Regions from separate parts of the Gossypium hirsutum genome. Here all the other regions are linked to region 2. The links are chromatin contacts, called in public Hi-C maps. All regions are on one chromosome and are shown on one strand. The core of a region is the stretch at or near the end of the contact, and the rest is flanking DNA. Distances in the headings are between cores, read along the strand shown. Region 1 holds the start of LOC107896894 (leucine-rich repeat receptor-like serine/threonine-protein kinase RGI4). Region 2 holds the start of LOC121220099 (protein MODIFIER OF SNC1 1). Region 3 has its middle 25 kb from the start of LOC107896894.

Region 1 (2,700 bases), core at 141-2,640, 170 kb before region 2:
ATCCAAGTTGGCATTTAAAACCCTTTTGGATTGTCACGTAGGACCACTGTTAGGGAAGTAATGAAGCTTAATGGTAGAGTGATCACTTCGTAACAAAACGATAACGTAAGTGACTAAAATGTAACATTTCAAACATAAATGACTAAAATATAATCTGAGGCAAAAACAAAAGTGACTATTTTTATAATTTATCCTTTATTTTATATAAGTTAAATTAATTTATTTTATTGTTAATATTTATTTTTACTCTACTTTAAACAATAAAGTTAAGTAAACATGGTAGAATAAAATCATAACCTATATAGAAATTTGTATAAAATTTTATTACATTGCCTTAATATTTTTACTGTTTACCTTTTTATTTTAATAAATATTATAATATTTGATTATTTTTTATTTGTTATGAATATTTTATTTGTCCATTAATATCCAGATAAGTTTTTATGTATTTTAAATTCTAATAGTCATTAGAAATAGATCTCTATTTCATTTATACTTCTTATATCTATAAATAGAAATTTTGGAGAAATTTTGTAAATATTAAAATTGATCAATAAAATACGCTATCTTTCTATTTTCTCATTTTTTTTGTTCTTTACTCTCTTTTTATTTATTTTATAATATTATTGAATTTTTTATTTAAATATTAAAATTTATGTTTATGGTAATCTATAAAACTTTTTTAATATTAGATTAATTGGATATGTTTCGCATAAATAACATTTTAGTTATTCAATGTTTTTTAGTTGAAAAGTTAGTTTAAGCTACATTTGATATAAATTATGAAAATATTGTAAAATCAAACCATTAATAAAATTTAATTTACTTGCAGTGTTTTAAATTTACAATTTGGAAGAAAGAAAAAGTTATGAAAACACTGGAAAGAAAGGCAGACACATTTTCATTCATTTACCTAACATGTGTGTGTCTAAGAAAATGAGTAAGAACATCATCTGAATTGCTTCAGGTAAAGCACTTCTCTTCTTCCAGTTTTTTCACTTTTCACTTTATTATAATTATTATTATTATAATTTTTCACTTTTCACCTTTTTTTTTAAATTTTAAGATTTAATTATGTAAACTAAAATCTCAAATCCAATTCAATTGATTCATCAAATCACTTTTTAAATAAATAAAATAAATATATTCACCTACAATTTCTCCTAAAGTGAAGGGTTAGTTCTAATTGATGAAGATGAATTAAAATCTCAAAAAATATAAAAATAATTAAGAGTTAGATTATATTTTGATTCTCTATTAAAAAATTAGACAAATTAGTTCTTATACTAATATACTTTTTTTAAATAAAAGAGACAGAATACAATACTCTGAAGGGGGCAAGTATGGATTTGGCATTAAAATGATGTATCCCAGTATTGTAGGTGTGATTACGATTACTTTTTAAGATTTGTTTGGTATCCCTTAGTTAATGGCATGTAGAAGAGTGATATTATAATTGCACAAGGCCAACAAAAAAGATGGAAAGTAGGGAGTTTTTGAACACTAAAGAATTGCAGACAAAAAGCCACCCACTCAACCATTCAATTTGAAACTAAAAAGGAAAAAACAGATATCCCCCGTTTCCCCCCTCCCCACCTGACCTCATCTCCACCATAAACAAATGCATCACACACCCATCTAAAATTCCATTTTCTCTCTGCACTGCACAAACATCATGGCCTAGCTGTTTCTTGGATCCGGAGATTCTGGGTCTTTTCTATTAGTTTATACACAAAATTACAATAGCCCACCCACCCACCACAAGACATGATTTGGGGGTTCTTCTATTGTCTCTCCCTCCTTACCCTCTACCCTTCCTCTCTTTTGTAATGCCTGGGAATCCATGGACCCTCTTATCCTCCCTTCTCCTCTCTTTCTTCTTCGTTCTAATTCGCTCCCCTTACGCTGCTTTCGCTGTTAACCAACAAGGTGAAGCTCTTATCTCTTGGAAAGCCAGTTTCAATGGATCACCGCAGGCCTTAAGCAATTGGGATGCAGGGGATGTCACCCCATGCAACTGGTTAGGCATCGTCTGCAATTTTAACAACCAGGTTGTGGAACTGGAATTGAGGTATGTGGATTTATTTGGACAACTTCCGGCTAATTTCACCTCTTTGTTAACTTTGAATAAGCTTGTCCTCTCTGGAGCAAACCTTACTGGTCCAGTCCCAAAAGAGATAAGCACTCTCACCCAGTTGACCCACTTGGATTTGAGTGAAAATGTGTTCAGTGGTGAAATCCCAAGTGAGCTCTGCGGTTTGTATAGGCTTCAACAACTCCATCTCAACTCAAACCAACTCAAGGGCTCCATCCCAATCGAAATTGGGAATCTCACAAGTTTGAAATGGCTCATCCTATACGATAATCAACTAAGCGGTGGAATTCCCAGCACCATAGGCAAATTAAAAAATCTTGAAATGATCAGAGCCGGTGGGAACAAGGAGCTTGAAGGCCCTCTACCACCAGCAATAGGCAACTGCACCAGTTTGGTGATGTTAGGCCTAGCTGAAACAAGCATCTCGGGTTTCCTCCCTCCAACTTTAGGCCTCCTCAAGAAGCTTCAAACCATCGCAATCTACACCGCTTATCTGTCAGGCCAAATCCCCCCAGAAATCGGGGACTGCACCGGCCTTCAGAACATTTACTTGTATGAAAACTCCCTGGCTGGATCAATACCCAGCAGCCTTGGCAATTTGAGAA
Region 2 (2,700 bases), core at 104-2,603:
GTACTCACAAGAAACCAAATTTAAAAACTTCGCAAAAAGATTTTCAAAAATTTAAAGATTTACAGCCAAGCAAACACCTCAAACCTAAAGATTGATGATCATAAAACCAAATCATAATCTTTGACTCTAAGAACCCACGGCAAATATGTTATGCTTCATAGTCTATCCTAATTATCTTCAATGGGCATTTCCAACATTTTAACTCCGCATGTGAACTACAATATTCTCATGTAAAACCACCAAAGCAAATAATCTTTCAACGATCAAAAAAGGAGGGGAAATTGTTGGTTTTGCATCTATCTTCTCCCTAAACACTGCTCCATCAGTAAAACTCAAAAGAAACCAAACATCCAACAAATTCCAAGTATCAGTTGAGAAAGTATATACACTTCCAAAAGAGACTTATTATTGAATCCATGTCCAATAGCTTCCCATTTTCTTCACTTTTAGAACATAACTCTACTCAAAATTACACTTGTCAAGTTTCAAAATTCATCCCTGCCCACAGTAGTTAGTAAACCCTGATTTCTCAACACTACACCTGTCACATAAACATCTTCACTGACATCGCTAGTAGCTATGTCTGCAACAAACCTTTAATTTATTTTCCTACTCTCCCTATTATCAGAAAAGTTCTTCACTGCATTTTATTATACCCGAAAATTAAATAGGTAAACAAAAAGAAAATAGAACAATCACATGCAGTAATGTATCACTATTTGACGTAGAAAGCTAAACAAATTATTTAAAGCCTAAAAACAAGTTAAACCGAACAAAAGAGGCTTCCAGTTATTTTAGTTCCCCAGAAGATCAAATCACGGCCCCAACAAAAATAAACTTAAATCAGATAGCGCATAAATTATGGAAACCGTAGGTTTCGTATATTATGAGAACCATTTCCTTTCTTGTCCAATGATTGTTTCTAAGGAAACAAGCAAACTCATTGTTTCTAAGGAAACAAGCAAACTATAGATTGTAAACAAAATATAGAATCGAAAAAGGTGAGAAAATACAAGGAACCACTTGCCAGAGATAAGATGGGAAACTGGGGGGTCGTCCCTTAACGAAACCCTAAAGAGAGAGAAAACAGAAATAACCTTGTCCTTAATTTAAAATTAAAAAAATAATAAGATAGAAAGAGAGAGATATCGAAACCTAAGGGTTTCGTGAGATCGCGAGATGAGAAAAAAATTATCGGAAAATATGGAGGAGATCGACGAGGCTGTGAAAGCCGCAGTTGGGGTTCAGATCGGAAGAAAATAAAAAAAAAAAAGAAGAAAAGAGAGAGCGAGAGCGAGAGAGAGATAGAGAGAGAAAACAAAGGAAGTTGGGGATTGTAATTTGGACGAGTGACTCCCGTTTTTAATATCGATTCGGGAAATTTTTTTTTTTTAACCTGATAAAATTTTTAAGAAAAATCTTATGAAATTTGTTTTAAGGGTGATGTAAAAAATATAAGGATAAAATTTGCTCAAAAGTCCCTATATTCTTTTTACATTTAGAATTTAGTTCCTTATTTTTTATTTCAAAGAATTCAATTAGGTGATAATTCAGATTACGGATTCAAATATCCAAATAGTTACTATGAATTTAGAAGATGCGAATAGACCTTCTCCATTATCTGAATTCGCATTCCTACAATTGCGGATTTGGGTATTCGATCGAAATCTATTAGTAGAAAAATAAATACTTTTAATAAGGTTTGAACTCAAAATCTCCTATATATAATGTCATGCTTTAATAACTCGCCATAAGCGTTGTTTATAATTTACACAAATTAATAAATGATGTATAAAAATATAATAAAATATTTTTTAAAATTAAATATAATAATTAATAATGAAATTAAATATAATAATTTTTATTAGAAAAAATATCTTATTTAACATATTATTACATTAAATTCCATATAGCTTCTCTTAAATTATATTATTTTGTTTCCACAAATCTAATCAAACAATAAGAAGATCATTAAAATTTTTAAATTTGTGTTTATCCTTTTTGTTATTTGATCATCTCAATTAGTTGACTTATTTTTAAAAAAAAATTAATATCTTTTTATATAATTAAAATTAAAAATTATAATGTAAATATATTTTATAATATGATATATATAATTCTATTTAATACATATCATATTACAAAAAAAAAAACAAAATGCATGCTCGTTTAACTACATGCATGTAATTTTAGTCTTACTTATGCATGTAATTTTAGTTTTACAAGTAACTTTAGGGATGATTTTGTTGTCGTCCTCTCTAGTTTGGTGAATGTTTGATTCTTTTATCGATTTTTGCTCGCCGTTTTGGACCATCCGGGGCTAATTTCATTATCGTATTTAAGTACTTGCAACCACTCCAGATATGTCTTGTTTGAGTTGTGACAAACCAATTATCAATGTATCATAATGTTCTATTGATGCTAAGGTTAAAGTCTTTATTGTATTAATGGAGCTTGTCATTCACAATCTACGACGAGTGTTTGCTATTTTTTTTCTCTGAATTGTATGATTCCATTCATTCAATGAATTAATGAATTTACCTTTTAAAAAAACTACATATAATATATCTATTATTATATATAAGAAAATTATAAATGTATAATAATTATTATACAATTATGACACTATATGCACTCTGTTATTAATGACATACAACCTAAAGCTTAAACTTGTAACTAATTTTATAGTAGATTATAATA
Region 3 (2,700 bases), core at 139-2,638, 190 kb before region 2:
GATGTATAAAAATTGCTATTAAATATCCTAATTTTATGATTCTAAGATTTCAATGAGATCACCAGCACGGGTTATGTCGTCGGCCTTTCCAAAATCAAAGTAAAATAAATCATGCACAATTAAGCATTTAAATAAATTTTGCATAACAAGGTTAGAGACTTATACCCAAAAAATGGAGTTTCCTACAACTGTATATCCAGTCATCCACGTATGTTATTGAATCTGCATCCATCTTTCTCCTATTTTTTTTCCTTTTGATCTCTTTCGAGTTTGATAGTTTCAAAGATCACTTGGCACCTTGAGTAATTTGGGACAAATCACATTAAACTATAAACATAGGGACTGAATCGCAATTAACCAGAGCGATCAGGGATCTGGTATGAAATTCTACCTTTTCCTCTTCTTCCCGTGAACAAATAACCAAAAAAAATGTTACTTCTTTTCTTTAATAAGTCGGCCCACCACTTTTTATTTTTCCTTTTTTTAAGTCTTTCATTCCCTTTTTTTCTTTTTTCTTTTCATTTTCCTTTTTCTTTCTCCCTTCCACTTCTTCAAAAACTAGCCGCCGTCCACTATTTGCTCCACCTCCGCTTGCAGGCACCGATCGTCCTCTCATTTAAATGAAGCTCTCCTCACCCTTTCTTCGTCCTTTGGTTTGGATTCTCGAGAAGCTGACCGAAAAATAACAAAAAAAATAAATCTTAGTTCAAAATTTCTTGGTCCCGGTCGCAGCCATTCTCCGTCCGATCAACATGGCTTCGAGGTATGTGCACCTCCTCATCAGTGGCCACCTTCTCACCGTTCGATTGGCGAGTGAACCACCGTAGCTCCGAGAACATAACAACTCGAAATGGATTTTCTCTTCCCATTTTCCTTTTCCTTTTTTTATTTTTTATTCTTCTATATATTGCTGATTTTGATGATTGATTTTGCTCATAGCTTCCCTTTCGTTTCGGAAGCAAGAAACCTTGGTATTGTTCGTTGCTTCCATTTGTGGGTTAGCCGAAAGGTTCTGAGGGATGCCTAAAAAAAGATGGTGTTGCGCCGGGGGAGGGGGGAAGATAGTGGTCTGAGAAATGGTGGAAAAAAGTTGAGACGGGGCGGAGGGAGCCCAGAGGGAGTGTCAGTGATTAATGGCGGAGGAATGATGTCAGGCTAGCTTTGGGAAATCTGAAATTGAGAACTGCAGCTAACCTCATTTTTTTTTAATCTTGGCAGCTAACCTCTATTTTTTTCCTGATCTTTGCAACTGTTTATAATCATCAATTGTCGTGGGAAGCTGATGGAGTTAGTGAAGGAAGCACTCGGTGATGATGGCAGGGGTATGGTTGGAGACGTGGATGGGATTGGTGGCAGTGCAGTGAAGGGTAGGGCGACTCTGGCCGGACATGGGTCCAATGGACCAAGTTGTAACATTTACAAAACTATGAGGCTTTGTAAATACATTTTTTGTTTTTTAAATTATTTTGGCTTTTTCTGTATTTTTTCCTTGAAATTTTGTAATTTATCTTTTTTGAATTGTTGTAATTAAGTACAATATTATAAAATTATAAAAATCTACATTAATGGCCGAAAGCCCAAAAATTTTAATTAGCATAAAAAATAAAAGGAATATAGCTCAATTAGGGAAAATGGGTCTAAAGTCAATCAAAGCCTTCAAATTAAACATTGATTTATAATTAGTCTAAATTAACATTGATTTATAATTTAAAATTGAATATTTGAATTTACTGGACAAAATTTGCTCTATAGCATATTTGTGTATTAACGTCATTCTTGTTATTATTTAATCATATTAGATGATGACGTGGTACCTCACTAACAATGTGGCAATTATATATTGAAAGTTACATTATCGGTGACAACTTGATTAGTAAATGACATTATTGGTGACAACTTGATTAGTAAATGACAAATGTGTATATCATTTGATAAAATTATTTATACATCTCGACTCAAAAGTGAGAGGATTTGGAGTAAAAGTATAAGTTTAAAAAATGGGCTTGAACAAAAAATGAGAAAACGGCTTGAGCCTCAAGTAGGATTTTTTGGCTTGAGCTCGGCCCGTTCGACTCGAATCAGTTGTTTTATTGTTGTTTCGCTACTGCTTTGCTACTATTTCGCTATTGTCTTACTACAGTTTTACTATTATATTGTTACTATTTTATTGTTATTGTTTGGATATTGTATAACTCTTGTTTTATTATTAATTTGCCACTATTTTAGAGGCATTTGTTTGCTAAGTTACAACTATCTTAATGTTACTTTTAAGTATAAAGACTTTTTAAAAACATTTATTTTTAAGTTTGTTTTTATATAAAATTAAAAAAGTTAATACGGACTAGCCGAGTTGGGCTCGGGTTTAGCAATTTTAATTTGAGTTGGGCTTGGGTAGAATTTTAAGCCCATTTTCTGGTCGAGTCGAGCTCGAGCCTAAAAGATGGAGTCTAAAATTTTGCATTGGCCCGACCCATTATCAAGTCTATTTGTCACCTATATATTGAATGTTATTTTATTATTAGTGACAATATAGATGATTAATGACAAATTTTATATCATTATGTGACACAATTAATTGTCCCTAACTATTAATTATACGACGACATTGCAATTGTGGCCACCATATTATTGATAATACGTGATGCATAATGATACGAAACCATTAACCTTTAGTGATACACCTAATGTGACAAACGTTAT

The links. Hi-C and Micro-C count contacts between places; a contact is called where the count stands out from the background.
Region 1: a Hi-C map of leaf shows a contact between it and region 2, with 1.9 times the contacts expected there. The contact joins the promoter of LOC107896894 here to the promoter of LOC121220099 in region 2.
Region 3: a Hi-C map of leaf shows a contact between it and region 2, with 2.4 times the contacts expected there. The contact joins the enhancer-like site here to the promoter of LOC121220099 in region 2. A contact is called at or near these places in 3 of 34 Hi-C or Micro-C datasets (hypocotyl and leaf).

Annotation. Positions count from the first base shown.
Region 1 is chrA03:44,150,425-44,153,124 of Gossypium_hirsutum_v2.1, reverse strand. It overlaps LOC107896894 (leucine-rich repeat receptor-like serine/threonine-protein kinase RGI4), which reads left to right and starts at 1,390. Exons shown (of 2, transcript XM_016822193.2): 1 at 1,390-2,700. The coding sequence starts at 1,830.
Region 2 is chrA03:43,984,118-43,986,817 of Gossypium_hirsutum_v2.1, reverse strand. It overlaps LOC121220099 (protein MODIFIER OF SNC1 1), which reads right to left and starts at 1,353. Exons shown (of 11, transcript XR_005917268.1): 1 at 1,028-1,353.
Region 3 is chrA03:44,175,324-44,178,023 of Gossypium_hirsutum_v2.1, reverse strand. No RefSeq gene overlaps it. Among protein-coding and RNA genes, the nearest start is that of LOC107896894, 25 kb to the right of the region's middle. Within about 2 kb of position 1,388, at least 7 of the 9 cell types and tissues checked have an H3K27ac peak or open chromatin away from gene starts, as enhancers often do. A contact at or near this core is called in leaf, where this site is marked.